Regions from separate parts of the Ovis aries genome. Here region 2 is linked to region 1. The links are chromatin contacts, called in public Hi-C maps. All regions are on one chromosome and are shown on one strand. The core of a region is the stretch at or near the end of the contact, and the rest is flanking DNA. Distances in the headings are between cores, read along the strand shown. Region 1 holds the start of GNGT1 (G protein subunit gamma transducin 1). Region 2 has its middle 200 kb from the start of BET1.

Region 1 (7,224 bases), core at 2,412-4,911:
TAGCAGCTGAGAACAAAGAACAGAATTGACAATAGTCAATGCTGAATGGTAATTATGTCTCACTCTCAATCCTTGAATCTGTTTTTAGTCCATTTGGGAGACATATTTAAACAGATTCAGAAGAATGGAAATAGTTTACCTTTGAAGTTGAATTAACTTTTCTTCTCAACATTGTTGTTGTTGTTCAGCCACTCAGTCATGTCTGACTCTTTGTGACCCCAAGGACTGCAGCAAGCCAGGCTTCCCTGTCCTTCACCATCTCCCAGAGCTTGCTCAAACTCATGTGCATTGAGTTAGTGATGCCATCCAACCTTCTCATCCTCTGTCATCCCCTTCTTCTCCTGCCTTCAATTTTTCCCCAATTAGGGTCTTTTCTAATGAGTCGGCTTTTCCCATCAGGTGGCCAAAGTATTGGACCTTCAGCTTTAGCATCAGTCTTTCCAATGATATTCAGGACTGATTTCTTTTAGAATTTACTGGTTTGATCTCCCTGCAGGCCAAGGGACTCTCAAGAGTCTTCTCCAACACTACAGTTCAAAAGCATCAATTTTTCAGTGCTCAGTCTTCTTTATGGTCCAAGTCTCACATCCATACATGACCACAGGAAAAAACCATATGGACCTTTATCAGCAAAGTACTGTCTCTGCTTCTTAATACTCTGTCTAGGTTTGTCATAGCTTTACTTCCAAGGAGCAAGCCTCTTTTAATTTCATGGCTGCAGTCACCATCTGCAGTGATTTTGGAGCCCAAGAAAATAGTCTGTCACTGTTTCCATTGCTTCCCCATCTATTTGCCATGAAGTGATTATCTCAACATGATCCTGGCTAAATGTCTGGTGAAATTTCCCTCCCCTATTAGTATTTGGGAGGTATTGGGAAGATCTAATCTGATTCTCAGAGGAGTATATCTTTCCAAAACCAACTGGCTGCCTCAGTGTTTGACTTGCTGGAGCTAGCTCACATTGGCTCTGGTGAACGCGACTGTATTCATCCATTCCCAACTCTGGTGGTTTGGAATCAGCCATAACTGGGAGCATTTACGCCATGGAAATCAGTAACATATTCAACCCAACACACCCCTCCCCCATTTCATTTTTCCTTCCTGGCAAACTGGTTGTTCAACCTTTATCCTTATAACCCTGTCACTCTTAACCACAGATATCCAGCAATCTGACAGCAAAAGAGACACAGAGTATTTCCAGACCAGGCTAGTTTTCCTAGGAATATAGTCCTTTGCCATGACACCAGGAAAACTGAAAACTGGCCCTAGGCATTATATGTGGAAATATCCCAGATTACTAACTCACCTTGAGCAGAGAGATTTTCCGAAACTGGAAAGAACTCTTGTAAATTCCCTTCAGTATCTTCAGAAGAAGCCAGGAATAGTTACTTTCTTAAGAATATTAAATAGAGCAAGAGGAAAAGGTGGAGGAAGGAAAGACACAGTCATCAAGAGAGCCCATTAAAATATTCTCCAAAAATATCCTTAACATTTCATATAAAATCCCAGTGTAGATCATTTGTTTTGTATAAACCAAAGACTAGGCTCACACTATTATGTCAAAGTACCAATGAATGGTAATAGACAAACTGACCCTGAGAAATGTATGGGAAGCAGCTGATTTGGTCAAAGCTTCAGGACCTACTCGCCACATCCCCCAAGGCTACTGCTCTTTGGATTTTCCTGTTTCGGGTCCAAAAACACAGTTATGACTCAAAAACACGGCTGATAGGGGTGGAGAATCATTTTGGAAAACTGATTGGCAGTTTCTAACATTTTAAAATATTTTACTTGAGAGTAATAAAAGTTGTTTGCATACACAAAGCAGCTTTATTCATAGCAGTAGCCCCAAACTAGAAATAATACAAATGTCCAGTAATAGGACATTCACTGTATACTCATACATTGCAAGACTACTCAACATTTACAAGGAACACACTCTAAGACAGCATGTGAGTGTGTGTGTTAGTCGCTCAGTCGTGTCCGACTCTTTGGGACCCCATGGACTGTGACTCGCCAGGCTCCTCTGTCCGTGGGGTTCTCCAGGCAAGAATACTGGAGTGGGTTGCCATTCCCTTCTCTAGGGGATCTTCCCAATCCAGGGATTGAACCTGCATCTCCCACATTGCAGGCAGATTCTTTACCATTTGAGCCACGAGGGAAAGCCCCTACAGCAGCATAAGTGTGTCTTAAAACCAGTAAAGTGAAGTACAAAACAGTACAGATTTTATGATTCTGTTTGCATGAGATTTAGAACAGGGAAATCTAATTTATGCTGATCAGAAGAGCTATTGTCCCTGGCCTCAGGTTGAAGGATGGACTGGGAAAGGGTATAAGAGAATGTTCTGGGGTGATGACAATGTTCTAATTCTGGATTGGAGTGGTGATTACAAAGGAATATATAATTGCCAAAATTGACCCAGCTATACACTTGGACATATTATGAGCCCATGAAATGTAAATCAGACCTCTACTGAAATATGTGGTTGAAAGTGTTAGTCGCTCAGACTGAAGCCTGCCAGGCTCCTTTGTCCATGGAATTCTCCAGGCAAGAATAGAGTGGGTTGCTATTCCCTCCTCCAAGGGATCTTCCCTACCCAGGGATTGAACCTGGGACTCCTCACTGCAGGGAGATTCTTTACCATCTGAGCCGCCAGGGAAGCCCATATCTATGTCTAAAGGTAAATAGATACGCATATGCTTACATTTCTAATCTAATGAAAGGATCTAATGTAATAAGCCCCGCTTCCTTGGGCCCTAGGAGTTTCACACTTTCTACCTGCCAAAGACACAGACTTTGTGCTTTCAAAGTGTGGATTCAGGCCTCGGCGTGATGCTGCAAGCTGGAACCTTGTGCAATCACACCCAGGTCATTTCCCTCAAGCTTGTCGACTTCCCATCTCTGACACAATGCTTCATCTGGGTCATCCCCGAAGAGCCACGGGAGAAAGTTTGGGGCCAGGTTCAGCTTGGCGGGGAATTCCTCTCCCCCGCACACACTTTCCAGCGCAGGGAGGCGGCCGGGTCACAGAGCTCACGGGGCATGAATCAGCCTCCCCTCCAGGCTCCACGAAGGCGCGCTCCGCCCTGTCCCGTCTCTGAGGGCCGCTAACCCTACAAAAGCAGCGGCACCCACCGCGCTGGAATCCAGACCGCTTGGAGGCTGGACGCTGTGCACCCTCCTCCGCTCCTCTCGCCGGCACCGTCTGAATCCGGACACCATGGACTCGGTTCGCCCCCTCTGGCTGATGCTTCTGTCGCTGCTCCTCGTGGGAACTGCGCTGGGTGATGCCCCGCAGGCGCCGCCAGGTACCCCACCAACCCGCGCTCAGGGGACCCCTTTTCGCCCTGGCCAGGCGGCAGGAGTTCCGCGGACCCCTGCACCCGCTCTCTGCGCCCTCCTTCCCCCTAATTCCTGTCGTGCACCGCAAGTTTGCACTTCCTGTCTCTGTAAGGCCCTTCTGCTGGGCTGGGAAGCTGCTGGGACAAACCTCCCCACCCCCACCACCCTGGGGGAAGCCCTCCCTCCACCGAGATGCGGCTGACCTCCTCCTCTGCCTCTGGTTCTCCTACCCCTCCTGTAGGAAATAACGCGGAAATCTGCCTCCTGCCCCTGGACGACGGGCCCTGCCGGGCGCGGATCCCCAGTTACTACTACGACAGGTACACGCAGAGCTGCCGCGAATTCATGTACGGAGGCTGCGAGGGCAATGCCAACAATTTTGAAACTTTGGAGGCCTGCAACGAAGCATGCTGGAAGATTGAGAGTAAGTGCTCGCTCCCACTCCCAGAACTCCAGTACTGCGGCAGAGAAGGGCTAAGTGGGAAATGAGCTTATTTTTCACATCCCATAGTAAGTTTCATCCTTGATTTTCTCGGATCCTGTTTGGCTTATTGCTTTTCAGTTGACTAAAAGTGATCATGAAACTTCCAACGACAAACATTTCCTGTCCCTTAACTGGCATTTATCATAATTCAGTGTGTGTGCAGACTCCGGAAAGATTTCACCTAAGGCTTAAGGATGCAAGAGTGTCATGTATTAGGTGCAACATAAGTGCCTGTCTGTATTTATCATTAGTTCTAAACCTATGGTTTTTATGCCTTCTTGAGAGGGCATTTTCCTCTTGTCCACTGTGTAGCGATCTGAAATACTTTCAGTGGATTTTGTTATTAACGTCTGAATTTAGCTAATTATAACCTTACTTTTATCCCTTGATACCCAAAGAGATCTTGGGTTGGTATAGAGATATAAAAAATAGAGAGATTCACAATGCTGTTTGCAATTTTAATTATGTTTACTGTCTCTGTGAAGGCCTGTAATAGAACACGGGGCTCAGCTGTTAAAGGAACTGAGCCAGGGAAAAATGTGTATTCCTATGAATAAGTTTGATTAATTTCATACATTGAAACAATCAGAACACTCTGAGAGAAGAATCTTTCCAGTAAGCATGAAAAATTTATCACAGCTGTATCGGGTCTGGAGACACTGTTAAAAAAATCAAAAGCTGAATAGAGTTGTCTCTCAGTGTCTGTGGTGACTGGTTCCAAGACCCCAACTCTCTGATGCCAAAATCCACAGCATTTGCATATAACCTGTGCATATTCTCCCTTATACTTTAATTTATCTCTAGACTCCCTACCAGCATAGGACAAATTCAAACTTTGTTTTTTTGTGTGTTTTTTTTAATGAACTTTCAGGAATTATTTTTTCCTGAATATTTTCTCTCTGGGTTGGTTGCATCTGCGGAATGCTGGACCCAAGGATACAAAATCTTGTTGTTGCTGGACTAATGGGCAATCTTTTGGGCGTTTACTAGCCCAGCGCTAAATATCATGCCTCCCACCCCCATCACCACTCTACCCCTGGCCACCACCAGTGGCTTCTGAAAATACAGTTAAGTTTTAAAGGAAGAGTAAGAAGGCTGATTTTTGACTAACATTGTTTTATGCCCTCGTTTTCCTAGAAGTTCCCAAAATTTGCCGGTTAAAAGTGAATAAGAAGCAGTGTGGGGAGCTCAGAGAACAGTATTTCTTCAATCTAAGTTCTATGACCTGTGAAAAGTTCATATCTGGCGGGTGTCACAGCGATGAGAACCGGTTCCCAGATAAAGCTTCGTGTATGGACTTCTGTGCGCCAAAGAGAGGTAAATACTCTCTTTGTGGTGTCTGTACTTCATTTCTTTATTTAGACTTTAGGGTGAAAACATTAATAATTGATACGAAATTAAGCTGGTTTGCATGAATTTGTGAGAGTGCGAGCTAGAAGTTTAATAACTTGCCAAGTTCTCAGGGCTGGAAAGTGACGAAGCTCTGATTCAAGCTTTTACTTCCTCTTTTGCATTGTTTCTTTAGAACTATTTCTCATCTATTTAACTTGCACATAAAAAAAAAAACACTACAGTGTTCATTGATGAATCACATGTATGAAATCAGGTATATATATGAGATAGTGTGAGACAGAGAGAGACTTAAGCTGGTGAAACCTGAAGTTTTCTAAACTTTTTCATTAGATTTCTGTGTTCTTTAGTAATTACATATTGTAGCACAAATTGATCTCTCCTCCCCATGTTTTACCTACATAGCCCATGCAATCCCTAAAATGATGGGTTACTTGGGTAGTGGGCAGTGTTTGTAGAGGCAGTCCAGCATTTTCCGTAGGCACAGCAGAGACATGTACACATAGATAAGTTCAACAAACAAGGAAAATTTGCTTTGGCGGTCTCTGATAAACCTCTGTAGCTATACTGTGTTGAGTATGCAAAATCTTGAATTAATGAGGAGTTGCTTGTTGCTGGTGTTCTCTTAAATTGTTTATGTAAATGTAAGTGTTCCAGTGGCTACCTGGGAATTAGCTATATGTATTCTTGATTAATAATGGAAGGAGAGCTGATAGAAACATTGAAATTAAAACTACCAACACAAAAGAGTGTGCCAAAGCATGTCACATATTTCTCTTGAAACACAGCTCATTTTTACCTGACCATACATGATTTGGGGGTTTAATTTCTTTACACATTCAAATGATACAAGGATATAGCTTGAAATTCTATCTACTCCATAAGAATTTATAATGAACAAACTATGTGTTTGAAATGTAAGGCACACTTTTTAAATGGCTTAGTATAATATTTTGGATTCAGCAAGAAGCTTCTATGGGATTAGATGTTTTTTCACTTACTTCAGTAATCAGCACAGCTTATTATTTCCAGTATTACTGCATTTCTAATTTTATTTTCTTTTCCATTAAGCTCCAGCATTTTGCTACAGCCCAAAAGATGAGGGGCTGTGTTCTGCTAATGTCACTCGCTATTATTTTAACCCAAGACACAAAGCCTGTGAGGCCTTCACCTATACTGGCTGTGGAGGGAATGACAATAATTTTGTCAACTTGAAGGACTGCAAACGTACTTGTGTAAAAGGTAATGTTTTGGGTTTTTTTCTTATTCAGTTTTTAAACTAACTTTATACATAATTCATAAACAAAATTATTTTATGTACCCATTTTACTAATAGCATATTGCCATTTCTAGACTACTACATACATAGCACTTCAGTACTGATCAGTTTTGTCTAAATGCTTACACAGGCTAACTACAGTAGGCAGTAGCTGTGTCCTGATATTTTAAAGGTAGAATGTTATTAACTTAGTGGATAGTGAGTAAACCTGACTTTATACTCGTTAAAAGTAAGACGAGGTGGGTTTGTAAGCATGTCAGAAATGGTGATTTACAATGAGTCTACAGACTGGGGACATATGATGTTTATTTTTATTTTGTTGATCTTAGCCTTGAAGAAGGAAAAGAACAAGAAGATGCCAAGACTTCTCTTTGCCAATAGAAGACTGAAAATTAAGAAGCAGTTTTAACCAGCTTCTTCTTTTTTTTTTCTGGATGTCATCTTGTGAATGTCCTTATGGTTATATCTAAAGGACAACATGGTAACACAGGCAAGCCAACCATTAGTGATTTATCCACCGGTTCTTACATGTTACATTTTTTATTTGTGTATTTTTTAATACATAAGTAGCTGCTATTCAAATGTGAATCTATTGTTTTAAATATGCTATTCAACTACTTGTTTATGAGGTTAAATTCTTGCTGTGCATAAGATATAAAAGCAAATATGACTCACTCAGTTCTTGGGGTTGCTCTCCCTGATTACAGAAGATGATTGTGACTGAAAAACATGAGACAATATAATCATATTTTTTAACATATAGGATCA
Region 2 (6,760 bases), core at 4,159-6,658, 340 kb before region 1:
ATTAGGCAGAGGCTGGAAATAAAAATTAAATATCCCAGCTGGGTTTGAAGTGAGAATTCCAGATGTGGTTTAGGTCCTGCCAATCGGGTGCTGCCAAATGATTCTCCTGTTCAGAACTGAGTTCATGGAGTATATGAGAGGCTAATTTTGTGGGTGCAGATTCAGCAGGATTTGGATAACTCTGGGGCCAACAGTGGCAAGGATGGGTCTCTTGGTCCCAGATCACAGCCAAGCCAAGGGTGATTTTGGAGTCAGGAATTGGCTCTTGAATTCTCTCCCAGAAGTTGTAATTCTCTTGGCAGATCACATCTACTGTGTGGTTCTGGGAGTCATTCCTGAATGACCTGATCCTTCAGCTCTTATAAGAATTTTGTAAATACCTTAGTTCCTGTATTAATTTTTAAAATTTCCTGTGTTAAATTCTTTTCTGCTAAAAATATATTAAATTATTTTCTGTTTATCTGGTGGCTCAGATGGCAAAGAATCTACCTGCAATGAGGGAGACCTGGGTTTGATCCCTGGATTGGGAAGATCCCCTGGAGGAGGGAACAGCTACCCACTCCAGTATTCTGGCCTGGAGAATTCCATGGACATAGAAGCCTGGCAGGCTATAGTCCATGGGGTCCACAAAGAGTCAGACATGACCGAGAAACTTTTATTTTCACTTTTTCTGCTAAAAACACCTAGCATATTTTCTATTACCAGCAGCTGAATTTTTGTACAATAGTAGAATACATCTTTTGGAGAAGGCAATGGCACCCCACTCCAGTACTCTTGCCTGGAAAATCTCATGGATGGAGGAGCCTGGTGGGCTACAGTCCATGGGGTTGCGAAGGACATGACTGAGAGACTTCACTTTCACTTTTCACTTTCATGCATTGGAGAAGGAAATGGCAACCCTCTCTAGTGTTCTTGCCTGGAGAATCCCAGGAACCGGGGAGCCTGGTGGGCTGCTGTCTATGGGGTCGCACAGAGTCGGACACGACTGAAGGGACTTAGCAGCAGCAGAATACATCTTTATCATAGGCTTCTAGTGTAGTCCTGCTGGAGGGCTTAGGAAAGAAAAAGACTAAATGTATTGAATGTTCAGCTTCCCACCTCTCACCCCATATAATTGTTCTCTTTCTATTGCTTTTCCTCTAGAATCAGAACCAGACCATCTCCCCTTTGATCCTTGGCATTTATTGGACTTCTCTGTCTCTGAAAATAATAATAGTGTCTGCCTCGCAGAGTGAGGGTGGTTTTAGTTGCTCAGTTCAGTTCAGTCGCTCAGTCATGTCCGACTCTTTGCCACCCCATGAATCGCAGCACGCCAGGCCTCCCTGTCCATCATCAACTCTCGGAGTTCACTCAGACTCACGTCCATCAAGTCTGTGACTCCATCCAGCCATCTCATCCTCGGTCGTCCCCTTCTCCTCCTGCCCCCAATCCCTCCCAGCATCAGAGTCTTTTCCAACGAGTCAACTCTTCGCATGAGGTGGCCAAAGTACTGGAGTTTCAGCTTCAGCATCATTCCCTCCAAGGAAATCCCAGGGCTGATCTCCTTCAGAATGGATTGGTTGGATCTCCTTGCAGTCCAAGGGACTCTCAAGAGTCTTCTCCAACACCACAGTTCAAAAGCATCAATTCTTCGGCCCTCAGCCTTCTTCACAGTCCAACTCTCACATCCATACATGACCACTGGAAAAACCATAGCCTTGACTAGACGGAACTTAGTCGGCAAAGTAATGTCTCTGCTTTTGAATATGTTATCTAGGTTGGTCATAACTTTTCTTCCAAGGAGTAAGTGTCTTTTAATTTCGTGGCTGCACTCACCACCCACAGTGATTTTGGAGCCCCCCAAAATAAAGTCTGACACTGTTTCCACTGTTTCCCCATCTATTTCCCATGTAATGATGGGACTGGATGCCATGATCTTCGTTTTCTGAATGTTGAGCTTTAAGCCAACTTTTTCACTCTCCACTTTCACTTTCCTCAAGAGGCTTTTTAGTTCCTCTTCACTTTCTGCCATAAAGGTTGGGTCCTCTGCATATCTGAGGTTATTGATATTTCTCCCAGCAATCTTGATTCCAGCTTGTGCTTCATCCAGCCCAGCGTTTCTCATGATGTACTCTGCATAGAAATTAAATAAGCAGGGTGACAATATACAGCCTTGATGTACTCCTTTTCTTATTTGGAACCAGTCTGTTGTCCCATGTCCAGTTCTAACTGTTGCTTCCTGACCTGCATACAGATTTCTTAAAAGGCAGGTCAGGTGGTCTGTATTCCCATCTCTTTCAGAATTTTCCACAGTTTATTGTGATCCACACAGTCAAAGGCTTTGGCATAGTCAATAAAGCAGGAATAGATGTTTTTCTGGAACTCTCTTGCTTTTTCCATGATCCAGCGGATGTTGGCAATTTGATCTCTGGTTCCTCTGCCTTTTCTAAAACCAGCTTGAACATCGGGAAATTCATGGTTCATGTATTGCTGAAGCCTGGCTTGGAGAATTTTGAGCATTACTTTACTAGCATGTGAGATGAGTGCAATTGTGTGGTAGTTTGAGCATTCTTTGGCATTGCCTTTCTTTGGGATTGGAATGAAAACTGACCTTTTCCGTCCTGTCACCACTGCTGAGTTTTCCAAATTTGCTGGCATATTGAGTGCAGCACTTTCACAGCATCATCTTTCAGGATTTGAAACAGCTCCACTGGGATCCCATCACCTGCACTAGCTTTGTTCATAGTGATGCTTCCTAAGGCCCACTTGACTTCACATTCCAGGATGTCTGGCTCTAGATTAGAGATCATACCATCATGATTATCCAGGTCATGAAGATCTTTTTTGTACAGTTCTTCTGCGTATTCTTGCCACCTCTTCTTAATATCTTCTGCTTCTGTTAGGTCCATACCATTTCTGTGCTTTATCAAGCCCATCTTTTCATGAAATGTTCCCTTGGTATCTCTAGTTTTCTTTAGTTGCTCCGTTGTGTCCAACTCTTGCAAGCCCATGGACTGCAGCCTACTTACTAGGCTCCTCTGTCCAGGGAATTTTCCAGGCAAGAATACTGGAGTGGGTTGCCATGCCCTTCTCCTGGGGAATCTCCTGGACTCAGAGATCAAACTTGAGTCTCCTGCATTAGCAGGAGGATTCTTTACCACCTGGGAAGCCCTAAGATCATGAAAGTCTAATTCAGCCCTGAGAGTCTATGATTTTAACAGATGAGCTTTAAAAAAATCACATCATTTTGGATGTAACCCTTAAATGTGTTATTGAAAACTTCCACATTTTTCTTAATGGTATAATTAAATCCCTTTTTAATTACTAAAAAGTAAGTATTAATAATTGTACCACGATATTAATACAATACAGTGACATCTTAGAGTAATTACATGTCTGTAAGGACTTCTTCCCTGAAATTAAACAGTTCTCACTGAGAATAGGTCTTCTTTTACGGCTGGTGTTCAGTTTCTTTGCTCACTGTGAGGCATATAGTTGTCTTTTCTTGCTGCCATTGATAATCTGGGCTCCAGAAACTCTCACCAATTTTCTATTGATAGCTTTCTTCTAATATTTATGAGTTCAGGAAATCAGGGAAAAAAGCTTTTAAAATGAGCACCCCCAAAAAATGAATTTACTAAAAGTGAGAGTTTATAGGATTTTTCTAGGGCTCTTGTGCTCATGCTTACTCGTGTCTGACTCTTTGAGACCCTTTGGATTATAGCCCACCAAGCTTCTCCGTCCATGGGATTCTCCAGGCAAGAATACTGGAGCAGGTTGCCATTTCCTGCTCCATAATATATGTTAGACTAAGTACCAGTTCAAAATACTGAAGCAACAGTTAATAACAAGGTCAAATTCTGATAAATTAAAGCTACATGTAATGTAAGATTCTGTAGCCCCTTTGAAAAGTATTCTGGCTATTCCTCACAAAGGTAAACAACACCTTTCGATTCAGTAATTTAATTCCTAGTTATACAACCAACTCATGAAATTAAAAGATGCTTACTCCTTGGAAGAAAAGTTATGACCAACCTAGAGAGCATATTCAAAAGCAGAGACATTACTTTGCCAACAAAGGTCCGTCTAGTCAAGGCTATGGTTTTTCCTGTGGTCATGTGTGGATGTGAGAGTTGGACTGTGAAGAAGGCTGAGTGCCAAAGAATTGATGCTTTTGAACTGTGGTGTTGGAGAAGACTCTTGAGAGTCCCTTGGACTGCAAGGAGATCCAACCAGTCCATTCTGAAGGAGATCAGCCCTGGGATTTCTTTGGAAGGAATGATGCTAAAGCTGAAGCTCCGGTACTTTGGCCACCTCATGTGAAGAGTTGACTCATTGGAAAAGACTCTGATGCTGGGAGGGATTGGAGGCAGGAGGAGAAGGGGACAACCGAGGATGAGATGGCTGGATGGCATCACGGACTTGATGGACATGAGTCTGAGTGAACTCCAGGAGAAGGTGATGGACAGGGAGGCCTGGAGTGCTGTGATTCATGGGGTCGCAAGGAGTCGGACATGACTGAGCGACTGAACTGACTGAACTGAACTGATACAACCAAGAGAAATAAAAACATGTTCCCACAAAAAGTTGTACAAGAATAATCATTGTAGTCATTATTCATAATAGTAAAAGGGTGGAAACAATCTAAATGTCCATTAACTACTGAATAGTTACATAAAATGTGGAATATTCATACAATGGAATATTATTTGGCATGAAAAGAATAAAGTACTGATACATGTTATAACACGGATAAAACTTGAAAATGTGCTAAGGAAAGAGGACAGTCACAAACTACCAGCTGTTATAATATTTGATTTATATGAAATGCTCAAAATAGGCAAATTTATAGAGGCAGAAAGTAGATGAATGCTTGGCTGGGGCTGGGGGCTGGGTTTAAGGGTTGCTGGGAGATGATTGTGAGGGTGGTAGATAAAGGCTAAGACATTTCTTTTTGGGTAATGAAAATTTCTTACTGTGGTTATTATTGGACAGCTGTGAAGATACTAAAACCATTAAATTGTACCCTTTAAATGGATGAATTGTATAGTATGTGACTTATATCTCAGTAAAGCTATTAGCCAAAAGTCTCCGTGTAGCAAAATGATGATCAGTCTCCAGCTGAAATTCCATCAACTTTGAACAATATTTTATCCAACAAACTGAGTTTTGAAAAGTTCATTGTAAACAGATCCTGTGCAAAACAGGATTTTGGTGAAAACAAATGCTCTTTCCAAATTGCTTGTTTATATTACAAGGAATTTGACCAAATAGCACCACTTCAGATTTATCTTAACACGTTAAACTCAACAGGAGTGTCTTGTGTTCCCTGTAATTTTCTTTTTGTTTCATTATGCAAGACAGAGCTGTCTGGATCTCACTTTGGAGTGACGCAGACAGAATTTCTTAAAGACAGGAAGGTTCAATAGCAGAAGGATGATTCACCAACACAGAAGGATGATTCATCATCACAGAAGGATTTCTTCTGGTGGTTAACTTGCAGTGGAGTCAACTTGCTTTCCTATTTTTTCATCATTGCTCTAGAGATCAGGCAACTGTCTCCACATGGGGTTTGAACAGGAAGCTTCTTCCACTTCGGCTGCAAAAGAGCGAAGGGCAGTGGTGCTGAGGTGGGGGCAGGCTGTGCATCGGAGGCCGGCAGTGCTTCCGTGGTCCTCTCGGGGATTTCTGGGGGATGGTGGTGACTCGTCTGTGTCTCTTAGGCTTACTTTCCCTGTTTGTTACAAGTTTTCTCATTAGGTCCTGGGAAATGATGTATCAGTGTGTTGACCTGACCTGTTTTTCTGAAACTCTCTGCAACAGGAGCTTCACCTTCATGTGCTGTTATTAAAAAAAAAAATTTTTTTAATGAGACAGCAAAGTGACATTTTATTATCAAGTAAGTTTAAATAAAGAGGGAAAATTGTTAATAATTCAATCTGAACTGGCTAGAAGCAAATGGTTAAATTAAAAATAAATGTATTTTAGGTGGGACCTTAGATTGTTTACAAAAATTATGCCAGGGACTACAAAGAAAATCGCAAAATAATTACCTTCCATGTCCTACATTTATTTAAAATTTGATATTTGTCTTATGGAGAAAAATAAGGCTGAGGGAAATGCTATCCCAAGAATCTCCATGTGTGTGTGAACATGCACGTGTGTGTACATGTCTTCATAGTATAGACATAGAGTGTTTGTAAGAATTCAGCTACTCCAACAGGGCAAGAGATGAAATCGCTGTCACTATTAAGTTGTCTAAAGGTCTTTTGGATAACAGACTGTTCAGAATTTTAAAAATTAAAATAATTTTTGAAATGAAATGCATAGTTTGTCAATAAACTCGATATTCATATAACCACTTGTAAAAAGTTATTTTTAAATGATTATTTAAATGCTTTATATTATTTTAAAAGATTAGTTTTAAAAGGGACTTCCCCGGCAGTCCAGTGGTTAAGACTCTGCACTTCCACTGCAGAGGGTGAGGGTCTGATCCTTGGTAGGGAAGTAAGATCTTGCATGCCATGAGGTGTGGTCAAAATTTAAAAAAAAGAAAATTAAATGCTTTACATCGTAATGCATGCCATTTTCTAGCATTCTGCTCTGTAAGACTGGGTGTGAAGCTATTGGAAGCATTCCAAGGCACTCGGTCGGTGGAAATGTTTACGCCCACTTTTCCATGCAGTGGAGAGAAGCCATTTTCAGTTTTGATCCTAAGTATAGTCAGTAATTTCCAACAAAATGGAACTCCCTCACTGGTACAGCTCCAAGAATTCTGACC

Evidence for each region. Hi-C and Micro-C count contacts between places; a contact is called where the count stands out from the background.
Region 2: a contact with region 1 is called in a Hi-C map of skin fibroblasts, with 2.6 times the contacts expected there. The contact joins the enhancer-like site here to the promoter of GNGT1 in region 1. A contact is called at or near these places in 2 of 16 Hi-C or Micro-C datasets (skin fibroblasts and tail adipose tissue).

What each region holds. Positions count from the first base shown.
Region 1 is chr4:11,980,231-11,987,454 of ARS-UI_Ramb_v3.0, reverse strand. GNGT1 (G protein subunit gamma transducin 1) reads right to left here and starts at 3,661. Exons shown (of 4, transcript XM_060414461.1): 1 at 3,547-3,661. It overlaps TFPI2 (tissue factor pathway inhibitor 2), which reads left to right and starts at 3,144. Exons shown (of 5, transcript XM_004007722.5): 1 at 3,144-3,309; 2 at 3,585-3,767; 3 at 4,965-5,144; 4 at 6,249-6,419; 5 at 6,786-7,224. The coding sequence starts at 3,222. The coding sequence ends at 6,865.
Region 2 is chr4:12,319,724-12,326,483 of ARS-UI_Ramb_v3.0, reverse strand. No RefSeq gene overlaps it. Among named protein-coding and RNA genes, the nearest start is that of BET1, 200 kb to the right of the region's middle. Within about 2 kb of position 5,408, at least 3 of the 54 cell types and tissues checked have an H3K27ac peak or open chromatin away from gene starts, as enhancers often do.